Linked DNA regions of Mus musculus: all the other regions are linked to region 1. A link is a contact called in public Hi-C data. All regions are on one chromosome and are shown on one strand. The core of a region is the stretch at or near the end of the contact, and the rest is flanking DNA. Distances in the headings are between cores, read along the strand shown.

The links. A called contact is a pair of places that touch in the nucleus more often than the background predicts.
Region 2: a Hi-C map of bone marrow-derived macrophages shows a contact between it and region 1, with 1.8 times the contacts expected there. The contact joins two enhancer-like sites. A contact is called at or near these places in 6 of 484 Hi-C or Micro-C datasets (the AML12 cell line, Th1 cells, bone marrow-derived macrophages and 2 more), 2 of 115 datasets of contacts at active chromatin or transcription factors (CD8 T cells and bone marrow-derived dendritic cells) and 1 of 9 other capture datasets (bone marrow-derived macrophages).
Region 3: a contact with region 1 is called in a Hi-C map of bone marrow-derived macrophages, with 21 read pairs. The contact joins the promoter of Zfp827 here to the enhancer-like site in region 1. A contact is called at or near these places in 1 of 39 promoter capture datasets (the SN4741 cell line), 16 of 484 Hi-C or Micro-C datasets (CD4 T cells, CD8 T cells, CD8 central memory T cells and 12 more), 13 of 115 datasets of contacts at active chromatin or transcription factors (bone marrow-derived dendritic cells, craniofacial prominence, embryonic forebrain and 8 more) and 1 of 9 other capture datasets (adipose tissue).

The regions. Positions count from the first base shown.
Region 1 is chr8:79,271,692-79,276,605 of GRCm38.p6, forward strand. Mmaa (methylmalonic aciduria (cobalamin deficiency) type A) reads right to left here. Exons shown (of 7, transcript NM_133823.5): 4 at 2,413-2,583. Among named protein-coding and RNA genes, the nearest start is that of Mmaa, 21 kb to the right of the region's middle. Within about 2 kb of position 1,585, at least 5 of the 459 cell types and tissues checked have an H3K27ac peak or open chromatin away from gene starts, as enhancers often do. A contact at or near this core is called in bone marrow-derived macrophages, where this site is marked.
Region 2 is chr8:79,140,464-79,145,533 of GRCm38.p6, forward strand. All of the region lies in intron 8 of Zfp827 (zinc finger protein 827), which reads left to right. Among named protein-coding and RNA genes, the nearest start is that of Gm30271, 59 kb to the right of the region's middle. Within about 2 kb of position 3,443, at least 36 of the 459 cell types and tissues checked have an H3K27ac peak or open chromatin away from gene starts, as enhancers often do. A contact at or near this core is called in bone marrow-derived macrophages, where this site is marked.
Region 3 is chr8:79,026,422-79,031,123 of GRCm38.p6, forward strand. Zfp827 (zinc finger protein 827) reads left to right here and starts at 2,016. Exons shown (of 15, transcript NM_178267.3): 1 at 2,016-2,308. The coding sequence starts at 2,266.

The DNA of each region.
Region 1 (4,914 bases), core at 335-2,834:
AGTTAGTGGCTCACAACTCTAGATCCAGGGGATCCAACATCCTCTTCTGGTCTCTGTGGGTAACAGGAACACACAGACATACATGCAGGCAAAACTTATACACACACACACACACATAGAGAGAGAGAGAGAGAGGACAGACAGACAGACAGACAGATGGGAAGGATCTAAGTGTCTTCAGTATTTTTCATGCACTGTTACCAGGGCACCCACATCACAGAGGAGACTAAGGAAGTACTTCCCTCCGTGGAGGAACAGATGCCATCCCAGCCTCCGCCAGGTCACCCACTTGCAGTTTCCTTGGAGCAGTCATGCTAAAGAGAGCTCCCTTCCATCCACTTTCCCGAAGCCTCACTCAGCCACCACAGAACCTCTCACTTTCTCTATATGGTCAATTTTCTGGAAAACCTTACTTGATGCTCAGTGCCTATGTTTTGATCCACACCCCCAGCTCAACGCTCACCTGGAAACTCTCTATTTGTTGCAGATACTTCTGGTGCCTACTTCTGTCTGTTTTCTCTCCTCACCCTAGAGTTCAGTGTACCAAGTCAAACCGACATGGTGAGGTGTCCTGTCAGGCATCTGAGCAGAGAGTGATAGTAAAGGTAGGCAGAGAGGGACTGCAGGCAGGTCATCTGAAGAAGGCACGTCAGCCGGGTGTGCCTCTTCCCTCTCCTTCCTTCTGTCTGCCACCCAGTGGGACAGTCAGAGTTCCACCAGTCACCTTCCAGTCCTGAGCAACCTTGAGGCAGACTACATGTGAAGGATGGAGGCATCCTGAGGACTGAAGGTGTAGAACTAGATTTGTTCTCAAGCACCTGCCCCAGGGCTTCTTCACTTACAAGACAGCAACCCTCTTTTATCTGAGTCGCTGTTATCATGAGTCTCTAGGACAAGCAGCCATACACAACTCTGAGATAACACACTTGGCTTTTATATTGCCCTCTTCTCTGACTCCTCTCCATTCAATCTTAAATGGTGGCTGTTAGACCTGTCTTCAGATCCATCATGGAAATTCCAGCACTCAGTAGAACTCAGATGGAAATGAGGCTCTACAGAGTTACATGAGGTCATGAGGATGGGGTGCTAACGAAAGGGAAGGAAGGCACCAGGGTGTGTAATCCTGAGAGCGTCCATGTGAGGGCACAACAAGGAAGCCATCTGCAAAAAAAGGGAGGAGAGCACACAAAGCAACCCTGCTGGTGCTGGACCCTCAGCTTCCAGAGCTGTGAGAGGCACATGGGCGTGGTCTAAGCTGCTCAGCCCCTATTTATGACAATAATCCTAGTGAACCAATATGGCTACGTTCTATTTTTATCCCCCACTTTCCTTCACTTAATGTAAACAAAATTTATAACTTGGTGTGGAACTATGACCCATGTTGTTAGGTCTGTATTTATCACCCAGTCTCCTAAAACAATGTCACGTGGACACCTAAGAAGGATGTCACAGCAATGTGTTCTCCTCCCTGCCATCTTCCACAGTGCTCTCTGCCGCTCTGGAAAGCTCCCTTCCTCCTCTCTTCCATGAGTCCTCCAGCTCACTGTCCATGCTTCTGAATTACTTCCTCCTCTCTGGTCCTGTTTACTTGATGTAGCAGTCACCATTTCCCTTCTTTGATTGACAGCATAGTTTAACTGCCTTCCACTTCCACTCTAAATGTTCTAATCATTCTTCATTCTGCTGTGGGGTTCCCTCCAAACGTACATGTGGCTTCCCTTGTTCTAGCTTCCTACTCCTTTCAGAGAAAATGAAAACTCTTTGGCAGGGCACATAAGGAAAACCTTCCCCTGGCCCCTGTTGCAAGTGTCTCTGCCCGAAATGCCGTGAGTGGCCTGATCAGGCAAGCTGCACCTCTCTGAAGGAGTCATGTTTGCTCACTGTGTCTGTGCAAATATGCTTCACCCCCTACCATCAAATCCCACCCTCCCTCCTCCAGGAAGTCTTCACTGATTCCCCCAAACACTGGTTTGGGTTCTATCATATACATTCATCACAAAGTAAACCAAAAGGTTGTCTCTCCGCAAGAGTGTGAAGTGCTGGGGTTTTCGTTTGATGTCCTGCACATGACTGTGCTACGGAGGAATAGCCAGCACCAGGATCCCATGCGTGCTGTGCTGCTGTGATTGACTTCCCACGGTCATTCAAGTGCTTACTAGCCTCTGGCACACGGAACATGTCAGCTTAGATATCAGCTCTGCAGACTCGGGGCTCACTTTCACCTTTTTCATGGCAGGCTCTTGTGAGAAGGGAACATAGCCCATGTACTCACATTGTCTGTGGGGCAATACCTTGTATCTAATTATAGTTCATATCTGCTGAGTGAACTAAATGAAGTCAGTTGTTAGTCATCTTTAAATAGCACTCATTATGAAAGTACATGACTCTTATGAAGTAGAGTATTACACTCACCGACGGTTTCAATAAGAATGATGTCATAGCCCCCTCCTTCACACAACACAATGGCTTCATTTGTGGTCCTTGTCACTCCTCCTAGAGTCCCACTGGTAGGAGAGGGCCTGATGTAGGCATTCATATCTCTTGACAGCTCAATCATCCGGGTTTTATCACCTAAGAGGGACCCTAAAACACACAGTTACATTTTACAATCACGGAAGAGCTGTACGAGCTAATTACCAACCAGCAAACTGCAAGAGGACATGATTTACGGTATCTCTTCCCAAGCCTGAGGTGTATGCCACATTACTGAGTTCTCCTCTAGCTCACTCTCTATCCTCATACTGAAGTTAGTAGTGGATCATTTCAAGCTCCTGGAAACCAACAAGGTCTCCTTGAATTGACCGGAAGTTCAAATCTAAGCCCTGGATGCTCCAGGCAACATCCCTACCTTACCTTCCTTGACCAATGTCGGCATTCCAGGCCCAAGCCAACCCTCTGGCCCAGCATTGTGTCTCTTCACTGCTATCTCCACATTAGTGTGGCTGTGTCCTTGCTGGTGTTCTACTAGGACATCTGGTATGTCCTCTTGTCACTAATTTACAAGAGGTCAAATCAGGGTCCTTGCTACTTCATTTTGGGGTGTTATTTTTACCCTCCCAAACCCTTCCTTTCTTACATAAATGGAATAATAAGTCATGCTGAGGTTCAAACGACATTACACAGGAATGGAACATGTGCTTCAAAACCTGGTAACATAACAGACCATATCTATCTTACATACACTAAAGTCTTTTCCTTCAGAGTCTTTCTGGAACTTTCTCATGACATGTCCTTTGCTGTAAATCTGTACAGTACACAGCAACTGCTCTGCAATCTGTTGACACCCTAGAGGACATAAGAGAACTTTGGTGACCCTCTCCTTTCCCTTTTTACCAAGAACAGGCTCTCCTCCCCATTGTCGCATTTTATCAGCCTTATGCCAGTCTGTTACTTCTCCCCTCACCGCCATGGCGCGCACCGGGATGGGGACTTTCCTACAGCACATCTCAGGTTCACAGCATCTGTTTCGTTTCCTTCATGTGATGGTTTCCAACCAGGGTCCGTCCCTCACCCACCCCACAGGCATCTGCTGTATCTAGAGATGGCTTCACCTGTCACAAACGGGGCAGGATGCTACTGCACCACCATAGGACAGTCACCACATACCACAAATCGCTGCCACCAACGAAGACTTGCCATCAGTGTCACCAAGTGTCACCAGTACCAAAGTTGAGAAAAATTTGCTCTAGCTACAGCATTCCCTGCCTATGACCTTATCCTAAAGCTACTGTACACTGAATGCTAAACAAAGTGGTTACTGTAGTACTCAACTGACACCCAGGAAATGGACTAGTTATATTTTTTGAATTAATTGTAGTATTTGAGCAAACAGCAATACTTTAAATTCTGAAAGCATTAAACCCTTAAACTACTACCTTTTCCTACTTCCTCTTTTTGTAATTAAAAACATATTTGATTTTATCATTTTTAATTGTGTGTGTGTGTGTGTGTGTGTGTGTGTGTGTGTGTGTGTCTACAGGTAAGTATGTGTGCAGAAGTGCAGGTGCCCGTGGAGGTTGGAGGTACTGGCCTCTTAATTTCCTGGAACTAGTGTTATAGGTGGTTGTAAGTTACCCATTGTAGGTGCTAGGAACTGAACTGGGTCCTCTGCAAGAGCAGTGCTCTTAACCTTTTGCCATACAGTTACATACAAAGAATGGGGATAGTCTTACCTGACCATTTACACTCACCTAAGGGCATTTCCCCACCATGAGACAGCGAACACTGAGTTCCTTAAAGGTATGCCATTTTCCTTTATTATTCCACATAGGCACTATTCTAGGGCACATGCCTACCATATACCTTAACTTCCTTATTTTTTTTTCACATAAAACCTTTCCTAAAGTATCTTCCTACAGAAATCATCCCTGCAGAAGTGCACAATCTGCTGTATCTACGTATTACCTATGGATGCCAGCACACTTAACACAGCATTAGCAACTTATTCTCCCATAGAACTTTTCTTGCCAGTGAACCCAAAATGTTAGCTGTAGTTCCCAGGGTGGTCTCGATGCTATATTACAGGAAGGCTTATGACTCTAAAGCACAAGGACAGACAAATAAATGAATAACTAATGTTTATACAGACTGCGAATTCACATTTATAACATTCCATTTAACTGCACCTATTTTTTCTCTTGAATTACAGATACGTTTTTAAAACCCTAGGAGTAGGACCTTCGTTTTCAGTTTGATTAGGTTAAGAACCACAACTTAGTCAGTAAAGTGCCTTTCTTGCAAGCACAAGGAAATGAGTTTGACCCCAGCACCCCTAAGAAAACCAGGCCTGGTGGCACAAGCTTGTAATCCTAGCACTGGAAGGCAAAGATATGCATTCCTAGAGCTCTCTACCAGCCAACAGAGCCTACTTGGTGGGTTCCAAGAGAGTGAGTCTGTCTCAAAAACAAGATGGAC
Region 2 (5,070 bases), core at 2,193-4,692, 130 kb before region 1:
AGGGGTGAGGATGTCTGATGGGGAGGCAGGGGTGAGGATGTCTGATGGGGAAGCAGAGGTGAGGATGACTGATGGGGAGGCAGAGGTGAGGATGTCTGATGGGGAGGCAGGGGTGAGGATGTCTGATGGGGAGGCAGGGGTGGGGATGGCTTTCCTTTTCATCTTTGTTTTGTAGATAGGTACAAAGTAACTTCTCAGAGTATCATTTAAAACTTTGGTGTTCTTAGAAACCTCCTTCTAGGTCATTTGAATGCCACACTTGAAATATTTCAACTTTTTATTTCCTTAGCAAACTTATTTCCATAGCAAATGCAAGATTATGCCAGCCCTTTGGATTTTCTTAGAGTCCCAGTTGGCGAATGAGGCTCACTATGGCCAGTGGCAATCTACCATATCCTTAGTACCTGCAGCAAACACAGCGATATTTCAACAGGCGACTGTGGTATATCAGTATAAACTGCTGAGGTTGGATCTGAAACTCCCTCAACGACCTGTGTGTGCAGAAGGCTTGGTTTTCAGCTTCATGGTATTGGGAGGAGGTAGAACTTAGCAGCTAGGGCCCAGTGTTAGTGGAGAGCTGTGCCAAGGGGACCCGTGGCCAATTCCACGTGTGTGACTGCATTTGGGGCCGTGAGTGGGGCAAAGTAGGTAAGGCTAGTGGGAACTGTGTGGACTGTGAAGCAGTCGAGAATAGCACAGTTAACTAGGCATCAGCAGATGGTATCTGCAGCTCACAGCTGCCGCTGTCTCAGACACAGAAGAAGCACAGAGCCTCCCAATGCCTTGGCCGTGGTTGTTGCCAGTATTTCTAAAGCGACTTCCCTGAGAACCAGACCTGACATTCTCACTTGCTGTGAGCATCTTCGACTGAGGTAACATCAGGGATCCTTAATGATCATGAGATAAAGGTCATTGTCACTTTCTGTCAGAGTGGCATGGGAACATGGGATCCCCTAATGCCATGTGTGGATGTACCATGAGTGGTAGGGCTTCGAGTGGTGTTTGTACAGAGGTGTGAAGGGGCTTTCCTGTGAGGTGTGAGATAGAAATCTCAGGTGTGTGTAACAATGGACTTTGTCTAATATCGAATGCCTAAAGTCGTGAGAGATGTACATTAACAGAGGGAAGACTCAGGCGAGGCGTTTTCCAGGGGAAACCATCAAGGTGGTACCTGCCTCTGGTGTTTTCCCGGCATCTTGCAGTGGGCAGGGGCCATTAAGGAAACGCCTCGGGATTGCCTGGAAACAATGTGGTGCTTCAATTCTGAGTTATTATGATTTTGAAATCGCAGCAGGGTTTGCTCTGCATCAAGCCAAAAACCAGAAACACAGCCAGAGTGGGTGTGAAGGGAAATGTGGGTCTCCGTGGGACTCATCCGAGGCGTTGGAGTCTCTCGTGCTTCTGTTTGTTATTTCAGATGGAGCCTGGAGTCAGATGATGTAAAACATTCGTAAATTCCTCCCTCCCCCCATTCTCTCTCACAGTAAAAAACCATTTTGTTGTTATTTGTTCTACATCTGTAAGAAGGGAAAGAGTAAAGAACATTAGCAGCGCCCTTCCAAAAAGATGCGTTTCTGTGTCAGCCGTGGGGAAATTCAGTTTCCTCCTAGCTTGGTGTGACAGGCAGAACCGGACGTTTAGTGAAAAGATTGTTTTAGAAATCAGCTGCTGGCTTTGGAGAAACGGTGTCATCAGTGTGCCTACACATGAACCTGGACTTGGGTTCTGATCTTCAACACCCACATAAAAGCTGGGTGCGGTGGCATGGGTCTATAATCCCGGTCCTGTAGCCGTGGAGCAGATCCCCAGAATTCGTTGACCAGCCATTCTAGCCAGTGAGCGCTAGGCTCAGTGAAGACCATTGCCGCTACAGCTGCTACCACCACCTCTAAACAAACAAACAAACAAATAAGATGGGGCGCAAGAGAGGGAAATACAGGATGCCAAGTTCTGACCTCCACATACATGTGCACACATATGCCTACACACCTGCATACACATGCACACACACTGGGCACACACATGCTACACCACACAGAGAACACAGCAACACAGACAAATAAAAAAGAGGGAGGGAGAGATGAGAGGAAGAGAAAAGAGAGAGCGATTGATCAATTGCCCACCCCCCATCCAATTCTGGATCCGTTCTCTGCTCCCTACCTGCTGTCAATCCAAGTTAAGCGGTCTATAAGGTCATGTACTGTTGTGCTTTGTCTCTTACATGCCCCCCAAAGCACCATGTGTTGAAGATTTAGTTTCCAGTTGATGGCACTCTTGAGAGGTGGTGAGAACTTCAGCGACTGAAGTGACGCTACAAGAAGGACATTGGTTCACTATTGGATCCCTGCCCTAGTCTTCCCGGTCCCCCACCCCTATGAGGAGAGCAGCTGTTTCTCACCGTGATGCTCTCTGTCTATCTCACTGGAGGACCAAAATGACAGCACCAACGAAACATGGACAAAATAGATCTCTCCTCTCTATAACACGTTTCTCTTAGCTATTTTGTCACAGGCTCAGGAAGCTGTTAACACTTTCTAAACTCTAGGACATTGCATGGCAGTACCACCTGCAAGTCACCCTGCCTAACACGCTGCTGGCCAGATCTGAAGGGTTCCTTGAGACAGTTGGTTGAAAAGATACACTCTAAGCTATGTGCCCCATTCCTCTGCATTTTCAAACCTCATGTGATTCCAGGAGACAGAGGGAGGCAGAGGACAGACAGAAATACAAGTGTGCCCTGGGTTCTAGCAGAGAATGTCCTCAGCCTTCTCAAATGAAGTAGACTCTTTAGATTTGGCCAAGTCATAGACAAATAGCAGAACATGGGGTACTGGCAAGACCCTCTTAAAAAAAAACGTTTTGATGAAACAGATTCTTCCTGTACAGAGAAAGCAATGGATATCAAGGATCTCCTCTGCCAGGTGTGGGTGATGTCTCCTCGCACCTGGCTGTGGGAGCAGCTCGCTGAGACGTGGGGATTATCACCGCCATACAGGTGATTGGTGGAGGCTCAGAGACTATACAGTTCATTCCAGTGATGGAGTTGCTGAGTCAGTGCAAGAATCCAAAGCCAGATGTGTAGCCATGTGGGAGCCAGGAAACAGAGGAGTTCACCTCCCTGCCCCAGTTTCAGCACCGCACGTGTGAAGGATGTCCTGTGCCCAGGCAGAACTAAATGTAGAACGCTATTAAGATACTTGGAGGAACTGATGTGAGCTCTTACTGTTGTCAGTAGAACTCTAGTTTCATCTTCTTCCATCTCCATCTTCCCTCTTTGCTTTAAGTGCCTAGTAATGCTGTAGTCATTTGCAATGTGTCTTCCATTTGGGACTTAGGTCATCACTTTGTTACTGCTACTACTATTGCCGATACCACTACTGCTTATTGTCTGATACCAGTGGTTGAGCCTGGAGCCTCATGCACGCTAGGCAAGCCTTCTAGAATGAAACTCCAACTTCCACAAATTTGAATGCCTCTCCTGGTTTGAGGAAGTGGTTTTCTAAAATTGTGCCCTACATTTCTGTTTAAAGCGTGTTGACAGAACTACTGAAATCTGCTCAGAGGGCAAAAGGAAATGCTGTGGGCCAGGGTTCAGCAAAACTAGGGCTATCCCCAGCCCAGTTTCCAGTAGGAAGAAGTTAGAAGGTCTCCAGGCTCCTCCTAGATCTTGTTCAGCTCAGAGTTCTGCCGTAATCAAGGGTGCTGTGACACTGGCTAACCCTGGATAATCAAGGGTGCTGTGACACTGGCTAACCCTGGATAATCAAGGGTGCTGTGACACTGGCTAACCCTGGATAATCAAGGGTGCTGTGACACTAGCTAACCCTGGATAATCAAGGGTGCTGTGACACTGGCTAACCCTGGATAATCAAGGGTGCTGTGGCACTAGCTAACCCTGGTTCCCTTCTGTTCAAAGGAGTTGATCTAGGTGAATTCAGAGTCTACTTGTGGTGCAGGGGTTGGTGGGAGCCTTCTCCCCTCACTGATTGCTGGGAGGGGAGAAATTACAACCGTTATTCTTGAAAGTCACAAAGGTGGGTTGTGGTGTTGACTAGGAGGAGCAGAGAAGATCATTTAGGAAGCTGCAATGTCCCATTTCTCATCGGGCTGCTTGTGTGCACATACTGGTCTGTGGGAATTCATGGGGCTTAAAACATCATGTCTACCTCTGTCGGCCACTTGGCTTACTTAGATGGCAGTGCTATGTGCACGTGGAGAGGCCGTCAGTGGAAGTGCACATTCACCTCAGATTTGACAGTGAGGAGGACAGTGGCAGTAGATTTCAGCCTTACCACCTGTCCCTGGTTGGTTGTTGTCAACTTGGCACAAGCTACAGTTATCTGGGAAGAACCTAATCTGAGAAAATGCCTTCATTGGGCTGGCTGTAGGCAGTGCCTCCATCGGGCTGACTTGAAGGCAGTGCCTCCAGCGGGCTGGCTGTAGGCAAGACTGTGTGGGCATTTTCTTGACTGTGGTTGATATAGGAGTACCCAGCTCACTGAGGGCAGTGCCCTCCCTGGGCATGTGGTCCAGGGTGGTATAAGAAAGTACGTCGAGCTCTCATGGGTCACAGAACAAGCAGGGCTCCTCATGGCATCTGCTTCAGTTCCCGCCCCAGCTCCCCTGAATGAAAGACTGCAAGCTGTAAGGTGAAATGAAACCCTTTCCTGCCCAAGTCGCTTTTGGTCATGGTCTTCATCGATGCAGTTCAAAAGTAAGGAAGACACAAGCCACACTTCGCAGGCCATTCCCAAAGCATTGAGCTGCTGGCTCGGAAGGGAGCACATGGAAGTCACACATCCCCTGCCTGCTGTGCTGCCAATCTGGAAACGTCCACACCACATGCAGCTTTTCTTCGGGTGCTTCCGAGATTAGCCAAGGCTGGGAAGCTGTTTCTTAGAGGGAGAAAGGTTTACAGCCACGGATTGTCTTCACCTAATGTTGCTAAGGGCAGAAGCTGTGCATGCATGACTAGCGCAGCTGTGCCTTGCCAGCTGGCCGTGGTCAGTGTAGATGTATTCAGAAGAGAACTGTCGATCCCATTCAGTACTATGTGCAGAGAAAGGTCTT
Region 3 (4,702 bases), core at 766-3,265, 240 kb before region 1:
GCTTGCTTTGTAGACCAGGCTGGCCTCCAATGGGGACCTGCCTGCCTCTGCCTCACCAGTGCTGGGATCAAAGGCACTGGTCACCATGCCTGATTTTAACTATCATTTAAAAACAATTTTTTTTTTGTATTTTGGAATTGGTTTAAGGTTGATGTTCCAGTTTGGATATTGCACTGTTTCAGAAGGCATTTAAACCTGCTTCAAATAGCATTGCAACCTTGGAGTGCCAAGTATGTTGGTAGGTATCAGCAAGAAGGGGTTCATCTTGAGAATTCACTATTAATGAAAGCCATCTTTTGGGAGACACAGTCTCCTTTACAGTTTCCTAGTGAAAACAGTATAAAGCTATTGTCATTTAAAGGAAATGTAACCAAACCTAACCCCAGTGGCTCTCTTTAACACCACTGGAGACTTCTAAGTCTCATTAGTCACTCATGTCACCTGATGGAATGCCATTTTAAACTTTTGTGTCTTCACTATGCTCCACCTTCTGATGAAAACATCTATTAAAAAATTGGTAGGAAAATATTTAACATAATAAGATGATGAGTCGATTTTTTAAACCTCAAAAGGGAAGATGTTTAAATAATGCACCTTTTTATTTTTTAGCTCTGACTCATGACATATAATGTATTCCACCAAGTTCAAAGTTTCCCCTTACAAAGAGTTTTATGAAACAGCTCTTCTTCAGACCAAATTTTTTTTTTTTTTTACTTCAATTATAGTAGCAGATTTTGGAGTTTTAAATCATTAACAACCTCCCAGTGAACTTGTATCCACATGGCTTACAGTCAGAGAGAGAGAGAGAGACCCGTTCCCTTCACTGAGTACCTTTTGTGAGGCGACGCATCCTTTTCTGTTTTCCCTCTTTATGTGTCTCTTTGAAGCAAGATGTGTGATTTCTAAAGTAATGAAAGTATATGGCTTAATGAAGACTGCTGTATGAGCTCAAACTACACACTAGAATTGCTTCAGGGTAAGGCTCAGTTACCTGTGTTCTGGGGAGGTGGGGGGGGAGGCAGGGAGTGAATCACAGAAGTCAAGATCACTGTGTGCACTGTAGGAATAGACCCGTGGCAGTTGAGTCAACCCTGGGGGGCGGGGGGTGACCTAATCTTATTTTCCCTCTTTATCAAGAACCTGTAATTTTAGTTTTGGCTGAATTTTCAAGTGTTAACTCCACCGGACCCTCTAAAATTGGGTATCCATGCCACCCATCCACTGATCCCACCCTATGCTATCTTTTCATTTTTTTTTTTTTTAAAAAAGATTTATTTCCATTAGGCTGTTTTAAGGGAGTATGTGAGAGTCTGTAACGTCCAGACTCAAGGTGATGGGGTGAGAGAGTCAGTCTTTCAGTTACAAAAGCCTGGGGAATTTTATACAGAACCAAACGTAGTTTAATACACAAAAGAAAGTGGTTAGTGCAACCTATTTCCTTAAAAAAAAATCTGTAAAATAATGTTTCAAGAGCGGGGGGGGGCACTTTTCCACCACCCCCCTTGATTGGGCGACTAGCGGGATAAATTCGAAGAAGTCCATCCCACCCCCGCACGCGCGCCCCCCATGCTTTCCAGACAGAGCAGTTGTAAATGCTAGGCTGAGTCCGCCCTGAGAGCCTTAGGGCACCTTCCTCTTTGCTGAGTGTGTGTATGTGTGTGTGTGTGTGTGTGTGTGTGTGTGTGTATGCGCGCGCGCGTGTGTCTAGCTCTCGCTCTTTCCCTCAGTCTGTGCCTCTGTGTGTGTGTGTGAGTGTGTGTGTGTGACAGAGAGAGAGCGCGAGAGGAGAGCGAGAGAGCGAGCTGCGAGCTGTGCTGCCGCCGCCGCTGCCCTTTGATCCCGACATTAGTGTTAGGGGCTCGGAGACACAGCGCGCGGCCATAGACACCGCCGCACCGGCGCTCATTTATTTATACCTCCCATCACACGCGAGCACAGGACACACACACACTCACACCTATTAGATCCGTTTCCATTGAAGAATATTACGCTCGGGGACAAGCCAGGTGCACGACCAAAAAATTAAAAAAAAAAAAAAAAAAGGAAAAAAAAAGAAAGAAAGAAAGAAAGAAAGGAAAGAAGAAAACCCCTCTTCTGGCTCCAGGAAACAAGCTTCAACCCATTGCACACACCGGAGAGAAGGGGTTTCCCCCTGCCCGCCCCCCAACTACCTCCCCGCTCCTGCCAGTGTCTGCCTGTCTGCCCCCACGGGGGTTTATTTGATCTCACATTAACCAAGGAGGAGAATGTGAGAAAAGGGGGAAAATGCCCAGGAGGAAGCAGGAGCAGCCCAAGCGCCTTCCCTCACGTAAGTCATCCCTTCTCCACCTCCTCTCGTGCCATTTTCTCGCCCTCCCTCTCCTCTTTCCCCTCCGCAGCCTCCGCCGTTGTTTTCTGCATTAGTTTAGGGTTACAGAGGTGAAACTGACAAAGACACAGCCCGGGTTACTCCTCGTTTAGGTCTATGCCGAGGCAGCCATGTTGGTGATGATCAGCCCCGTGCCCTTTCTATTCTCTCTCTCTTTTTCTTTCTTTCTCTCGACCCCCTCTTTTTTTTCCTTGGGATCGGGCTTTTCCCCCCTTTCCCTCCCCCTCCTCACTCCGGTTTGCGGGGGAGGGGGCGAGAGGAGGGAGGAGGGGAGTAGTGTGGATGCCGGGTTTTTGTCGCGGGTGGGGGGAGGTGGGAGAGGTTGCAATCTTGGAAAAAAAAAAGAAATTCCGTGTGGATCCCGGTGCACAAGGGTGCGGGGTTGGGGCGCGCGCAGGGCCGAGGCCGTGACATGGCGATTGGGGGTGTCGGGGCGAGGGCGCGCGGCCGCCCGCCGGGCTGGGGACCGGAGAGGTCGGTCTCCGGCTAAAGGTTGCGCCGGGGTGGGTCGGCCCCGGAGCCGCGGGCAGCTGGAGCTGGAGGCGGAGGTGGAGGCGGTGGCGGAGGGGAAGGCAGGGGCGGTCGAGGAGGGTGTGGGGGCGCCGGGGGGCGCGGGTGGCCGATCGGGGGGCGAGGCCGGGCAGCCGAGCGGATGTGGGGTGCGGGAGCCGCGCCGAGGCTGAGGCGAGGCAGCCAGGGCGGCGCGCGGCGCGCGAGGTCCCTGCAGAGCCGAGGGGAGGGCGGAGCAGGGCTCCCGGCCGCAATAAAATGCGGGGTCAGGCGGAGCAGACAGAGCCGGGGCGACGCGGGCTCGCAGACCCCCCTGCCCCGCCAGCCCGAGCAGAGTCCGTGACTAAAGTGCATCCCAGCCCTCCTGGCCCTAGCCACACACGCCAACTGGAGACTCGCGCCGGGCTGCGCGGCCGGGTCCCCGTCCCCTCCTCCACCCGCGCCTCGGGTCCCTCCGCGCCGCCCTCCCGCTTTTCTTTGCGAGACTCTTAACTTTTCCCCCACTCCCTCTCGGGCTCCCCCCTCGTCCCCCCACAAGCTCTCCGCTCGGAGTGTTCCGAGATGCTGCTGAAGCTAAAAGTGAAGGAGAAAGAAGCAACTAAAAATATCCCCCCCGGGGCCGCCGGGCTCCTTGAATGCAGGGGAGAGGGGGCAGGGGAGAAGGCGTGGGGCGGGGTGGCGGGAGGAGGGGACGCGGGAGGCGCCGGAGGGAGGGGTCGGGGGAGACGGAGGGTCAGTTTCTCCTCTTCCCCCCTCCCGCCCCCCCCCTGCTCAGCTCCCCTCTCCGGGGCGGCTTGGCGCTGCTCGGAGCCCGATCCTGCAAAACCCGGGCTGGGGGCGGGAGCGGAGCCGGAGCGCCTGCCCGCGCGGGTGTCAGGCCGACGTGGTCGGTCACCTGAAGTTCACGGAGGGTGGGGGAAGGGTTAAGGTTATGGTGTCTCGGGTTATGTGTGAGCGTGTGTGTTTCCGCCGCAGACGGGCGAGCGCGATCGATCTCTCCTTCGCGAAATCTCCGCGGCGGTGCCCACGCGAGGGGTCCGCAGGGCTGCTGTGGCCCGGGCGGGCGCGGTGGCACCCGGAGTGGCGAGCAAGGGCACGCGCGGGCAGTCTGCTCCGCAAACATTCCTCTTTTCTTCCCCCTTCCCGGTATGCAAGGAGTCGACGCACAGGGCTAGGGTTATGCTTTTTTTCCCCTTCCTTTAGGGAGGAAAAAAAAAAATGCCCCCGTGCAGTCCTTTCTTCGCCTGCCCGCTAGAGGTTCTGAGGATAATATCACATATGTAATATATATGCACATAAAATCACTCGCAGGCGGCTGCGAGTGTAGGAAAATTTTGTGCGAGGAGGAGAAGGAGGCGCAGTCGGGGCGGGCGAGGCGGGAGGCTCCGCGCTGCGATTCACAGAAAACTCGCAGCAGTTGGTGGAAGTGTGCGTGCACATGGCCGGGCCGGGCTTCCCTCTTGCTCGGACGCGCGTGGGCAGCGAGGCGGGGGGGGGGGGGGGGGCTGCTGTCCCGGGCGGGCGCCACCGCGGGAGGCTTGCCCTGCTCGCACAAAATGGGCTTCAGTGTTCTCTGCGAACTTGCCCTTAGATGGCAACTTTGGGAGCTGATGAGCTTGTATGCGAAAACCAGGGCGGTGAGGTTACTTGGTCATTTCCCTTTCTTCTCTTCTCCCCCTGCTTAAAAAAAAATGTTGGCGGGGTTAGAGGGAGGGTGGGAGAAGAGAAGGGATTTATCAGTTTCGGCTGAGACGGCTGGAACGCCGCCCCTCCCGTGGTGTGCAGTGCAGTCGGGCAGCTGCAGCCTGCCCTGCCGGTGACCTT